2 separate regions of the Pan troglodytes genome follow, and region 2 is linked to region 1. Evidence: chromatin contacts called from public Hi-C data. All regions are on one chromosome and are shown on one strand. Each heading gives the region's core, a stretch centred on a gene start, on an enhancer-like site or on the middle of the called end of the contact. The rest is flanking DNA. Distances are from core to core; before and after follow the strand shown.

Region 1 (6,865 bases), core at 1,123-3,622:
TGCTCTCAGAATGGCTGTGACTCTTCAGTGGTGGGTAGGGGGTGGGACTGCCTGAACACCGTGGCAACCTGGCTTCCTTCCTCCTGGCAGGTAGCCAGAGGGCAGTCTTCCGGCAGGCCATGAGGCACTGGGAGAAGCACACCTGTGTCACCTTCCTGGAGCGCACCGACGAGGACAGCTATATTGTGTTCACCTATCGACCTTGCGGGTGAGCAGGAAGCCCTAGGCGCTGCACCTTCCGCCATTGCCCCAACCCAGGTTCTGCCCTGGGCCCTGCCACTGCCCCCAGCTGGGCACAGCCTTGGGTCCCTTTGTCCCCTCCTGCTATGGGGCATCTACCCAGGAACTGCCCCTTGTGCGGCTGTGACCTCCAGCACACAGCCTGGGCACTCGGTGCTCAGGGCCCCCCACTCCCCTTCGCTCCCCTGCCGCCCCGCCCCCGGCAGCCTGGCCCCGCCCCTGAGTGGATGCACTCCCCCAGCTCGGGACCGCCCCCCTGAGCTGGCCCCGCCCTCCAGGTGCTGCTCCTACGTGGGTCGCCGCGGCGGGGGCCCCCAGGCCATCTCCATCGGCAAGAACTGTGACAAGTTCGGCATTGTGGTCCACGAGCTGGGCCACGTCGTCGGCTTCTGGCACGAACACACTCGGCCAGATCGGGACCGCCATGTTTCCATCGTTCGTGAGAACATCCAGCCAGGTAGGTACCTGCCCCTCGGTGCGGCCTTGGTGGGCGGCTCCCGCCCCAGCCCCCACCTCCAGGACCCCTGGGGGCAGTGGCAGCCGCTCCAGCCAGCCGTCGCCTGGGCCCGCAGAGCTGCCCACAGCCTGGGTTGAGCCAGCCCCTGCCCTTGAGGCATTTCCTCCTCCGTGGCAGATCAAGGACCCGCATCTGTGGAGCTCCTCTGGGAGGCTGGGCCAGGTCCTGGTCCTGGACAGCGGTAGCCCGGGCAGCCTCTAGGGTGGGGCATGGGCGTAGTGGGCCGTCCTGGGGACTGCTCAGGCCTTTCTCCCCACCTTTGCCCACTATCTGCCCTCTGCCTGGTCTGCCCTCTGAGGGCTTTTCTCTCATTTTCTCGATGTCTCTGTCCCTCCCCTCCCGCCTCCTCCCTCTCTCCCAGGCGTTCTCCACTCTTCACTGCTCCTTCTCAGCTGTGGCTCTAGAAATGGTGCTTCCTTCCCATGTTCCCTTGAGTCCTCCATTCACCAGGCCCTCTGCTGGACGGGACTCTTCCTGAGACCCTCCCCATTCCCCAGGCTCCCCTTGGCTGCTCCCCGGACCCTCAGGTAGGGGGACTCTCTCAGATACAGGAAGGACTCCATTCCCTGCCCTGGAAAGTGAGCGTTGCATCCCAGGCAGACCCACCCCCTCCTCTCCCCCCACACCCTTTTCCTGATCTTGGCAGGGCAGGAGTATAACTTCCTGAAGATGGAGCCTCAGGAGGTGGAGTCCCTGGGGGAGACCTATGACTTCGACAGCATCATGCATTACGCTCGAAACACATTCTCCAGGTGGGAGACGGGATTGGGGCTGGGCCTCTGCTCGGGCAGCCCCACCCTGCCCTCTGTAGGCTATTCTCCTCCTGCCTCCCACTTCTGGGGCAGTGACCCAGGAAAAGAGTGGCCCTCTGGGGGGCTGTGGCCTCCAAGCAGAGGGTCCGTGGATGTTGCCTGCCCTCCTGTCCTCTTCCACGGGTGGGTCTGTGGCAGGGCCTTACCACCGTGTGCACCCAGGGTACCTGGCGGAGGAGGCTGAACCCAGCCACTCTGCAAGCCAGGCAGTGTGGGGTAGCCCCAAACTATCAGCCCAAAGGGTGCTGAGCTTTTATTTGTGGGCCATTTGTTTGTTTTTGTTTTTGTTTGAGACAGGATCTTGCTCTATCACCTAGGCTGGAGTGCAGTGGCACAGTCATGGCTCACTGCAGCCTCAAACTCCTAGGCTCAAGGAATCGTCCCGTCTCAGCCTCCTGAGTAGCTAGGATGACAGGCACACGCCACCGTGCCTTTTTTTTAGAGATGGGGTCTCACTATATTGCCCAGGCTGGTCTCGAACTCCTGGGCTCAAGGGATCCTCCCACCTCGGCCTCCCAAAACGCTGAGATTACAGGCGCGAGCCACCATGCTCAGCCATTCCTTTTTAATTAGTCTGCTTTTTTTGTAATTGGCCAGTTTGCACGAAGCCTGACCCCTGCCCTGGACTAGCCCCCATGCCCAGCTCCGAAGCACATCCTCCTTATCTGAGGCCCAGGTCCCCAGAAGCCACAACCAGAGCCCTCAAAGGTGGTGGCCCAGCCTCCCCTCCCCCAAGATTCTCCTTAGCAGAGTGTGGGAAATGGCACCTCCCTCCTCCTCAAACTCCTTCCTGGCCTGGCCATTCCCAGGCCTGGTGCTTTGCTCATCCTCTGTCTGTGTCCCAGACAGTGGCCCTGCCCCCTCTTCTCAGTGCTTCTACCCGATCTGCTCTTCCTGCCTGCAGACCTGCAGGAACAGAGACCAAGGAAGGGTGGTGAGGTCATTCTGCCCCCCACACCCACAGACCCGGCCTTACATTTCCCACCACATCCCACCCCACCCCCTGCTGTGATCCACCCAGCTGGGTGTGAGTCAGGGGCCCTGGGGAGGTGGAGGGCTGCCTGCCTCCCCTTCACTCTGCTCCTCCCAGTGCAAACACCCAGGATTCAGCAGGGAGGAATGGCCAGGACAGGAGACACTGATAGATTGGGAGCTGGTGGGGCTGTCCCCGGGGCTTGGTCTGGCTGCAGTGGAATCTGCCTTTGGCCTTGTTCCAGGTGCTTTCAGATGCAGCCTGTGCCAGCAGGGTGAGGAGCTGGCCTGGGGAGTCCTGGGAGAAGTTTAATTAGGGCTGGAGCAGCATGAGGGGCTGCAGAAGCAGGGGCCCAGTGGGGCTGGAGAGAGATGACCCGCTAGGGGCCTGTAGCTTTCCTGGGGCTGGGAGTTGTGGCCAGCCTGAGCTGGGAGCACCAGTGGGTCCAAGGGCACCCTGGACCTGCATCCCTGACCTCCCAAAGTGTTCCTGGGGCTCCCCCGACTCCTGTGGTGTGGCTGCCACGGAGCAGGGTGGCTGCTGGTCAGTGGGTAGCATAATGACAGGGTGAGACGTCTCCACCCGGCCCTGACCCTGCTGAGGAATGTCTGAGCTCCAGCAGGGTCGTGACTTGTGGGTACATATGGGCATGCCACCCACTCCCTGCCCACTGTGCATGAGACACTCACCCTTACTTTTCTCCCTCTTCTTCAGGGGCATCTTCCTGGATACCATTGTCCCCAAGTATGAGGTGAACGGGGTGAAACCTCCCATTGGCCAAAGGACACGGCTCAGCAAGGGGGACATTGCCCAAGCCCGCAAGCTTTACAAGTGCCCAGGTCAGGGCAGAGAAGGGATGGGTGAGGGCGTGGAGGGCAGGGCCTGAGGGAGGCAGAGGCCAGGTGCCTGGTGCCACCAAGAAGGCTTAGGCTGCAAGTCTTAGAGAAGGGTGTGGCGGGGGAGGGGACCCCATAGGAGGGGCAGTGTCCAAGTGAAGGAGGCCGCTGGGGGTAGGCTCAGGTGGGTGGTCAGAAGCTGAGCCGCCACCTTCTGAGGGTCTGTAGGGGCGGAAGTGGGGAGAACAGCAATCCTAGGAGAGGGAGGTGGCACGGAGCCCCACCAAGGGAGCTTGACCTTAGCTCTGGAACCCATATTGCCTTCACAAACAGGGCAGCACTGGGCTGGGAGGTAGGATGGCGTGTGCTGTATGTGAGGCAGGGGGGTGGATCTTACAGGGGCAGGACCATTGCAGACACCCTCCCACTCCTCAGGCATTCTCCCCTCCCCCAGAGGATGCCAAGGTTCAGGGGTGGGTGAGCCAGAAGATGGGGGGATTTGGCACCTGCAGCCCTGCCCTGTCATTTCCTTTCCTCACAGCCTGTGGAGAGACCCTGCAAGACAGCACAGGCAACTTCTCCTCCCCTGAATACCCCAATGGCTACTCTGCTCACATGCACTGCGTGTGGCGCATCTCTGTCACACCCGGGGAGAAGGTATGTGTGGGCTCAGCCTCTGAGCCTCCCCCTCCCCTGCGGGTCCCCATACCTCAGGGACTTCTCCCACAGTGGGGGTCAATATGGGTGCCAGCGACCTACCTGGCTACCGTAAATGTATCAAGTCCAGAGCGCTGATGGAGCACGGCTGTGGGAAGGGGCTCCTGGCATTCACCGCCTTCCCTGGTATCTCCCAATAATTGTAAATTAGTGTTAATTTGCACATAGCACTTGCTGTGTAGGTCTATTTTGATTATCTAGTTCTTCTTGGGTGATTTTCCTACATCACCTCTTTTAGTTTTTATGGCTACCTCCACCTTTATTTTACAGATGAGGAAACTGAGGCACAGGGTGGTTAAGTAACTTGCCCAAGGTCACACAGCTAACAAGGACTGAGGTGGGACTGGAGCTCTTCTCAGGTCTGGGTTCCCTTGGATGAACTGCTCAGCCTGACGCTCAGCTCTCATCCGTCTCATCAGGGCTTGGGCCAGGGGCTCCTGAAGGGCTCTTCCCGATTCTGACAGGCTCTAGTCCTGGGAACAATTCAGGAATGATGCAGGTGCCTCCAGCAGGATGCTGCCTGGTGGGTCTCTCCTTCTCACCCATCCTTCCCTCTTTGCTGGAGAGCAAAGGACCCTCCAGTCTTTGCTCTGTGGGCCTGATTTTCTGTGCCTGGCTCTCCACTGGCACTCTATTCTCCTCCCTCTACCTGTCACCTGCTATATCAGTTCTGATCCATAGAGAAAGCTCAGCTCCACCTTCTGTCTTACCTTGTGGGGAAGTACCCAGTTCTCATACTTGCTGCCACGTGGGGCTGGCTTCGGGCATACTACAGGATCGGGTCAGAGCTGTCTCCATCTTCACAGTCTAGCTCGGATGTGACCTCCTTCAGGAAGCCTTCCCTGCTCGTTACTAATTGGTGGCAAGTAGGGTGGACACCGAGTGTGGGGAGGGCCCCCAAGCCTGTCCGGTCAGGTTTCCCACTGCATGGTTGATTAGCCCTGTTTGAATACCTAAGGTGATGAGAGTCTCACTACTTTTCAGAATAATTCATTCTGTTCTCTAGCCAGCTCTTTTTTTTTTTTTCTTGAGACAGAATCTCACTTTTTCACCCAAGGTAGAGTGCAGTGGCGCGATCTCAGCTCACTGCAACCTCTGCCGCCCAGGCTCAAGCGATACTCCCACCTCAGCCTCTGGAGTAGCTGGGACTGCAGATGTGCGCTACCATGCCCGGCAATTTTTTTTCTATTTTTGATTGAGACAGGGTTTCGCCATGTTGCACAGGCTGGTCTCGAACTCCTGAGCTCAAGTGATCCTCCTGGCTCAGACTTCCAAAGTGCTGGGATTACAGGCGTGAGCCACCACATCTGGCCTGTAGCCAGCTCTTAATGTTACAACGTCTCTTCTTCTCCCTTAAGCCCCCCAATTGCTCCAGTACTTTCCTCAAGAGCAATGCAGGATAACTCACTCCCTCTTTCCCACGTCAGCCCTCCTAATGTGGGGAGACTACTCCCATCCCTTCTTAGATCCATTCACGGTCTTTTCACACAGACTCTGGACCTCTGCACCAACCCCAGACCTTCTGTGTCCATATTTTTATTGCTCCCAAGCTACAAGACTTTATTTTCCTTGACTGGGGCATGGTTCTTAATGTCATAGTGCAGCGTTGAGCTGGATTCAATTCTATTATTGATTGCATTGTTCATTTCGACATCTCAAGATCATTTTGAATCAGAATTTCACCATCCATCAGGTAGCCCTCCTCTTACCTCTGCCATGAGCTCTTTTGATAAGCATGACTTCTAGGTCTTCATCCTGGCCTTTGATCAAAACATAGAACAGCACACAAACCAAAGAAGAACCAAGATTTCCCTGCAAATTGACATTAATCTTTTAATCTAGGCTTTGAGCAGAGTTATTACACCAGTTCTGATGCCACTTAAGGTCATTACTATCCAGCCACAGGTGACCACCAGTTGACCGGGATGTACGCTCCTTCTGAGACCATACCTTGCTCATCTTTCTGTCGTTGGCCCAGGAAGTGTTTCATAAATGCTGAATAAGTAAGATGCAATGCCTTACCAAATTAAATCTACTGTTCCACCCGTTGACAAAACCCCTTTTAAAAGGAAGACAAATGTGTTCGACCTGCCTTGTTTCCAGTGAACCCAAACTGGCTCCTAGTAATCAAGTGTTTCTTTTCTAAATGGTCACAGACCATCTGTTTCACTGGGGATTGACGTTTGGCCCAGTGGTTTGCAATTCCCAGAATCCGCTCCTTACTCTCCTCCCAGCACACACACCCCTTTGAAGATTGGGAAAGCTTTTACTCTGAGTCCTGCAGATTACACATGCTAATCACATCTGCAAATTATTTGACTGTCTCCTCTGATGTCATTGATGAGCTTGGAGACAAAAACCAATGTAGAGAGGTGCTCATGGGCTCTCCTCCTTCTATGTTATTGAGCTTCTATTTCCTTTTCAAACAATGCTTATTTTCATTTGTTGTAATTTGAAGATCATTCTTACGTGGACAGATTTTTATTGAGAGTTGAGTAATTCTGGCTTCTCTCTTGGTTGATATTCTACCGTCTTCCCTTAAAAGTGAACCCATTCTTCCTTGTTCTGAATCTCACTTAAAAAATGGCAGTTCTGGCCAGTATATGGCCCATGCCTGTAATCCCAACACTTTGGGAAGCTGAGGCAGGAGGATCACTTGAGGCCAGGAGTTTGAGACCAGCCTGGCTAACATAGCGGAACTCCATCTCTACAAAAAATTTTAAAAATTAGCTGGGTGTCTGGTGGGTGCTGGTAGTTCCAGCTACTCGGG
Region 2 (6,865 bases), core at 2,163-4,662, 420 kb after region 1:
GGGCTTCATCTTCGTGTGGCTTGAGAGCTCAGATGTGACAATGCATGGAAAAGCACTTTGAAAGCCACACCGAGGCATTGCGCTCCTGTTGCCATCTCCAGTTATTATCTAATCACACTGTTATTACCGGGTCATTAGAGAGGGAGCACCTGCTTCACCTGACACGTCACACACTGAGCACAGATGGCCCCAGGTGGCCTTGGATGGGCAAACTCGGCCTTGTACCTGCCTCCTTCATGCCCTTGCCCAGCCTCAGCCATGGATCTGGCAAGATCACCTTCCTCCTTACCTGGTGCCACCGTCAGCGTGACTTTAGGGGTTCTCTTATAAGGGTGCTTTCCAAGACCACCTCCTCAGAGCGTCTTTGGGAGGATGCTGTGGTTGGTGGGCTCTCACCACATGTCTGTCTGCCCTGCCCCCAGGTGGCACGCCAGCCTTCTTGCCCAGCTCACTGAGCCCCCAGTCCTCCCTGCCCACCTCCAGGGCCCTGGCCACCCCTCCCAAGCTCCACACTTGTGAGAAGTGCAGTACCAGCATCGCGTGAGTGTGGAGGGGGGTGGGGGACCTGAGCCTTCACAGGGGAGTGGGGAGGGGGACAGGGCACTGGATGCTTTCAGGAAGGGCCGGGCCCATCAGGGGCTAGCACTGGGTACCCAGTCGGGGACTCTAGGGGAAGCAGTGTTGCACAGCTTTGGGGGCATTAGTTACAGGCTTCTTAGGAGCCTAGGCTAGCTGCTTCAGGCTGCATCTCCTCTCCCTCTCCTCCTTTTCCCATCCCTTTTGATTTCTCTTTGATCATTTCAAAGCCTCTGGAGATCTGCCCGGAGGTACAGCACATCCTCCTGGAAAATCTTGCTCTTTCCCCTTCCTCCCCCTTTGGAGCAGGCTGCATTTTTCCCGATGTGGGCTCATTTTTCTTATTTTTCTTTTCTTTTCTTTCTTTCTTTTCTTTTCTTTTTTTTTTTTTTTTTGAGACGGAGTCTCATTCTGTTGCCCAGGCAGGAGTGCAGTGGTGCAATTTCAGCTCACTGCAAGCTCTGCCTCCCAGGTTCACGCTATTCTCGTGTCTCAGCCTCCCGAGTTGTTGGGGCTACAGGCACCCGCCACCACTCCCAGCTAATTTTTGTATTTTTAGTAGAGACGCGTTTTCCCCATGTTGGCCAGGCTGGTCTCAAACTCTTGACCTTAGGTGATCCGCCTGCCTCGGCCTCCCAAAGTGCTGGGATTACAGCGTAAGCCACGATGCCCAGCCGAGGTGGGCTCATTTTTCTCATTAAGTGGCATTTATAATGCAACCACATTCTCTGGAAGGTTGCTGAAACCCCCCCTCAGGTAAATTTCTGAAGTGTGTAGTGTGGGAGGGGCAGGTGATTGACTTTAGGCAAATCCCTTAACTTCTCTGGGTTTTAGTGTTTTCATCTGCAGAGTGGGAGAATATCCAGTCCCCCTGCTGTGCAGAGATAGGGAATGTGTGTTGAAAAGCATGTTTTCCATCCTGGTTCTCAAAGGTGTGTGTGTCGGGTCCCTTGGAGGGTTTGTTAAATGCCGATGGCTGGGCCCCACCCCAGAGCCTCCTCTCCAGGAGGCCAACAGGCCTGAGAATGTGCATTTCTCACGAATTCCCCAGTGATGCGGATGCTGCTGGCTGTGGGACCCAGGACCACACTGAGAATCGCTGCTCTGTTAAAAATCCAGGCAATGTGGGACGGACTTACAGTCTTTATGTGAGAGGAACAACTTTTAAAAAAAATTTTTAATATTTTTAATAGAGTTTCACTCTGTTGCTCAGGCAGGAGCGCAGTAGTGCCGTCATGGCTCACTGCAGCCCCAAACTCCTGGGCTCAAGTGATCCTCCCATCTCAGCCTCCTGAGTAGCTGGGACTACAGGCGTGTGCCACCATACCTGGCTAATTTTTAAATTTTTTGTAGAGATGGGGTCTTGCTATGTTGCCCAGTTTGGTTTCAAACTCCTGGCCTTAAGTGATCTGTCCACCTGGGATCCTAGGCATGGATTACAGGCGTGAGCTACTGTGCCTGGCTGACTTATTTATTTTTATTATTTTTAATTAGGGGTCCCAGCAGTGGCAGCGGTGGTGGCGGTTTGTGTGTGTTAGGGGGTTTGTCAAAGTGAGATTCCTGTGTGCAGCTTCAAGAATCAAGTCTCGGGCCGGGTGCAGTAGCTCACACCTGTAATCCCAGCACTCTGGGAAGCCAAGGAGGGTGGATTACCTGAGGTTGGGAGGGCAAGACCGTCCTGGCTAACACGGTAAAACCCGTCTCTACTAAAAATACAAAAACTTAGCCAGGTGTGGTGGCACATGCTTGTAATCCCAGCTACTCAGGAGGCTGGTGCAGGAGTATCGCTTGAACCTGGAAGGTAGAGGTTCCTGTGAGCTGAGATCACACCATTGTATTCCAGCCTGGGCAACAAGAGCAAAACTCCATCTCAAAAAAAAAAAAAAAAAAGTCTAGTCTCTGAGAAGGCTTTGGGCTCCACCCAGGTCCTGATGCTACAGTGGGGACCAGGCCCCCTGGGCATGGTGGCCTCCTGCTTGGTGCTGTGGCTCTGAGCTAAAGCCTCTCCCTCCCCTGCAGGAACCAGGCTGTGCGCATCCAGGAGGGCCGGTACCGCCACCCCGGCTGCTACACCTGTGCCGACTGTGGGCTGAACCTGAAGATGCGCGGGCACTTCTGGGTGGGTGACGAGCTGTACTGTGAGAAGCATGCCCGCCAGCGCTACTCCGCACCTGCCACCCTCAGCTCTCGGGCCTGAGCCCGCCATGCCCTCAGCCTGCCTCACTGCTGGGCCAGGGTCATGCCTATATAAGTTGGCATGGCAGGGACAATGGTGGGCAGTTACTCTTACATGAGCTAAGTTTGGAGACCTGAGGCCCCTTTGTCCTCGCTGGGTGGGCCAAGGTCTGGGACCTGTCTTGGACTGTGGGAGACTCACCCTCACCTTGCCAGGCCTCTCCCCTGCAGGACTGGCATTGCACTAGTCTGAGGTGGCCACTGCCTTTGATCAACCTTTGTGTGCCAGGGTCTAAGTAGGGTCGAACACAGAAGTGGGAAGGAGAGGGGTGGGCCAGGGGCTAATGGTGTCACTGTGTAAAGTTTTTGACATACTAGCTCTATAAATATATGAATATGGACAAAATAAAGTAGATGTCCCTTCCTTCTTTTTCCTACCGCCAGCCCTGGGTATGACCTGCTCCCACCACTGGGTGGAGGGTCTTTATTTATGCAACATACGTTTCTTCTTCTTTTCCCTCCCTCAAATCCCACCCCTGCCAGTTGCCTGCACCTGACATTTCCCATGGAAGGGCCTTGCCTCTTTTAGGTTGGGAATCATGTCATTCCTTAACCTTTTTGTAAAGATGCCCGTTTTACAGGAGGACGCTTGTGCTATGGAGGGAATGAGATTGTCACTGGAAGCTTTGGAGGGGATGGTGGAGGGCGCCAAGCGGAGGGACAGGAGGAAGACCAGGAGACCCATCCAGCCAAGCTGGTGAGACAACCTCTGATCCTGAGGACCGGCCGCCCACCAAGGGTTGGGCCCCCGGGGCCAGGTTGATCTACCGACACCTTCCACTTCTTTCCTGGGAGACTCTGCTGGCTTCATTGGTGATTGATTTGGAGGGGGGAAAAAGGGCAGGGTGGCTCAGGCTTTAGGCCCAGGTACTGGGGAGGCCTGAGGAGCCCTTGAGCTCAGGAGGCCGAGGCTGCCTTAAGCTGTGATCATGCCACTGCATTCCAGCTTGGGAGAGAGAGAGGACCTGTCTGTTGAAAAAAACACAAAAACAAATGAATGCATGTGGCCAGTGCCAGGTGAGCTGCCCTGGGGGTTCACTGGAGTTGAGGCAGGGGACAGTAGTCTCCCCTGCTAGCCTAGGATTTTGGGCGTGATTCACCCACTACCCCTAGTGCTAGTCCCAGAGGATGCTGCGGAGGGGGCAGCCTCAGCTCTCTTTTCAGAGAAGATCAAAGCTGGGCTTCCCAGGGTGCCTGGCTGGTCCCTGCCGGCAGCTTTGTGCTCTCCGGCTCTTTGTGGAAGGAATCTTGGCGCAGATGTTTGTGTTGCCTCCTCAGGCACCTGTAGATATAATTTACACCATGATATCATTGTCTCACCTTTTGCCTGGGTGGCTGCCTGAGAAAGGTCTTTCTTTTTATAGAAAAGATCAAGGCTGTCTGGCACGGGACTCCATGAGCCCCAGGCGCTGGTCAGAAACGGGGTAGTCTCTTTGGCGCCACCTAGTGTCCAGTTTGGCCCATGGCGGGGCCCATTCACGGGGCAACACTGGGCTTCTGGGCACAGCGGGAATACGGAAAGATACAGCACTCCTCATGCCTTCCTCGAGGTAGAAGGCCAGTGGCAGCGACTGAGCTGGCATGAATGAATAAGAGGATGTGGCACTGAGCGCCAAGGGCTACCTTGGAACGCACCGAGGAGCGTCCCGTGAGTTCAAAGCAGTGGCCGTGATGCAAAAGGAGGGCTGGGTCTTGGAGACGTGAAGAGGAATGCTGAGTGATGGGGTGGCTGCTGGGGGGATGCTTAGCTCAGAGCAGTGGCTGATGGGGACACTGAGATAAGATCGGAGGGGAGCTGTCAATGCCAGAAGTGGTTTGAACTTCCCCTTGAGGCTCTAGGGACATTTTGTTTTGAGACATGGTCTTGCTCTATTGCCCAGGCTGGAGTGCAGTGGTACAATCTTAGCTCACTGCAGCCTCCACCTCCCAGGCTCAAGAGATCCTCCCACAGCCTCCCAAGTAGCTGGGACTACAGGCGTGCACCACCACACCCAGCTAATTTTTAAGTTTTTTTTTTTTTAAGAGATGGGGTCTCACTATGTTGCCCAGGCTGGTCTCGAACTTCGGGCCCCAAGCCATCCTCCCACCTTGGCTTTCCAAAGTGTTGGGATTACAGGCGTGAGCTAACCTTGCCCAGCCTCTGGGAACACTTGGAAGGTTTTAAGCAGAGAAGTGACAGGTTGGAAAAGATGGTTTGGATTATTGATATGGACAGATTCCCACCTGTATGTAGCACGCCATGCTGGGCCAGCAGTGTCATAGGAGTGGAGGGGGAGAAGTGGGGACTGGGGACATGTGAAATGATGGGCATTCCAGTGAGGCGTCGAATGCCTTCTGAGGGCTTTGTAGGTTCCAGCTCAAATCCCCCTCTGGCCCTTGTTCTTTGGTGTGGCAGCCATCTCTCCTCCCAGGGGTCCTGAGGGTTTCAGCACCAGGGTTCTCTGCAGCCACACAATCAGCCCGGCTTGGGAGCAAACTCCCCTGGAAGAACGGAGTTATGAGTTGGTCAGCAGAGGAGGCTGGGGACAGGCAGTCTTTGGTCTTTTACCTCTGATCTTGTCCCCAACCTAAGCCAGCTAGCTGCGTGCTCCCACTCCCTCTGCCGCACGCCGCCCGTCTATGTTCCCGGACTTTGTCCAGTGCAGTGCCCTCTTCCCTTCCTGCACTGAGGAGATTAACTGAAGTGACAGATTAGAGTTAGAAGTGGCCCAAAGGAGCATCTGGTACAACCCCCTTTGGTTAGAGAAGGGAAAGTGACTTTTCCAAAGCTGCACAGCTAGCCAGTCATAATGGCTAAGCTCTGGGGGTGCTTTTGATGTGCTAGGGATACTTCCAATGCTTTAACTCACTTAATCCTCACAACCCGAGATAGGTACTGTTACCATCCTCTCTGCAGATGAAGAAACTGAGGACCAGGAGGTTCAGTAAATGGTCCAAGTACTCCTAGCTAGTAAGGAATGGATCTACAGCCTGCCTCCCAGGTTTCTGGCTTGTGGGGGGCAGAGTTTGTCCCTCTGTCATCAGAGGCAGCCTTCCAGGCACAGCTCTGGTCACCTCTGGTCACAACTGGAGGTCACCACAGCCCTCCCCAGCGCTCTGTAGGCTCTCAGCTTTGTGCTTCCTCCCATGGGTACTAGCTCCAGCTGAGCTTGCAGGAAACCCACTTCCTGAAGCCAGGACTTCCCCATGGGAAGTGCAGGGGCCACTGGGCAGCCTGATGGCTGACTCTGCTCAGGACACTGTCTGTCTCAGGAACTCATGGCAGTGGTTTACCTTGTCAGGAGTGCGTGGACGGGCTGCCCCTCCCATTCCTTCAAGCATCACTCAGAGAGCCCTGGCCTGGCTCTAGGCTTGGGGCTGCGGCTGCCACAGGAAGGGGGCATCCCCCTACTTTGGGTGTTGGGTCAGATCCTGCCCCCCTGCCCGCCAGGGCTCAGGTTCCTCTGAGCTGGTCCTGGGCCAGGACGCATCTGCATGGCGGTGGTGGGGAGGAGGGGTGCGCCATGGCCTGGAGGGGAGTGTGTGTTGGGGTGTGTGTGTGGAGGTTCTTTTGAGTCACACACAAAGCATTGTGCTGAGACACTGCATTCCTGCTGGCTGGGCTTCCTGTTTCCAGATGCATTCCTGTCCCAGAGTCACCACAGAGACTGTTTGGAATCCCGCCCCACATTCTCCAAATTCAGGGCGCGATCTGGCAAAGGCTCCCTCCCCCACCCTCTTACTTTGGAGGGAGTCTGGGCTCCCTCCTACCCAGGGAGGGCTGGCAGGGCTCTGGCACGGCCGGGGTGTGATTCCACACATCTTCTTGGTCTTGCATAAGGCAGTTCCTGGAGACCCAGCACTCTGGTTCTCTCTCTGCCTGTGAGAAGCAGAATGGGTACTGTCTAGGAGGACTGGGCAGGGAGGGGGCAACCCAGAGGACCCATGGCTAGCAGGGAAGGGTCTGGGCTTGAATGTGACTCTGTTGAGACATGGCCAGCAATTCTGGCACTTGGCTGTCATTCGGCTGGCCTGCGCAGGGATTGGCTGTGGGCCTCAGTTTCCCCATTTTATA

What was found. Hi-C and Micro-C count contacts between places; a contact is called where the count stands out from the background.
Region 2: a contact with region 1 is called in a Hi-C map of stem cell-derived neural progenitor cells, with 2.0 times the contacts expected there. The contact joins the promoter of C7H8orf58 here to the enhancer-like site in region 1. A contact is called at or near these places in 1 of 7 Hi-C or Micro-C datasets (stem cell-derived neural progenitor cells) and 1 of 1 datasets of contacts at active chromatin or transcription factors (stem cell-derived excitatory neurons).

Annotation. Positions count from the first base shown.
Region 1 is chr7:30,505,914-30,512,778 of NHGRI_mPanTro3-v2.0_pri, forward strand. BMP1 (bone morphogenetic protein 1) reads left to right here. Exons shown (of 21, transcript XR_010159434.1): 4 at 91-208; 5 at 519-697; 6 at 1,404-1,509; 7 at 3,257-3,381; 8 at 3,920-4,035. Among named protein-coding and RNA genes, the nearest start is that of BMP1, 15 kb to the left of the region's middle. Within about 2 kb of position 2,373, at least 3 of the 24 cell types and tissues checked have an H3K27ac peak or open chromatin away from gene starts, as enhancers often do. A contact at or near this core is called in stem cell-derived neural progenitor cells, where this site is marked.
Region 2 is chr7:30,920,236-30,927,100 of NHGRI_mPanTro3-v2.0_pri, forward strand. It overlaps C7H8orf58 (chromosome 7 C8orf58 homolog), which reads left to right and starts at 3,413. Exons shown (of 7, transcript XM_063816948.1): 1 at 3,413-3,508. It overlaps PDLIM2 (PDZ and LIM domain 2), which reads left to right. Exons shown (of 9, transcript XM_016959209.3): 9 at 2,596-3,161. The coding sequence ends at 2,669.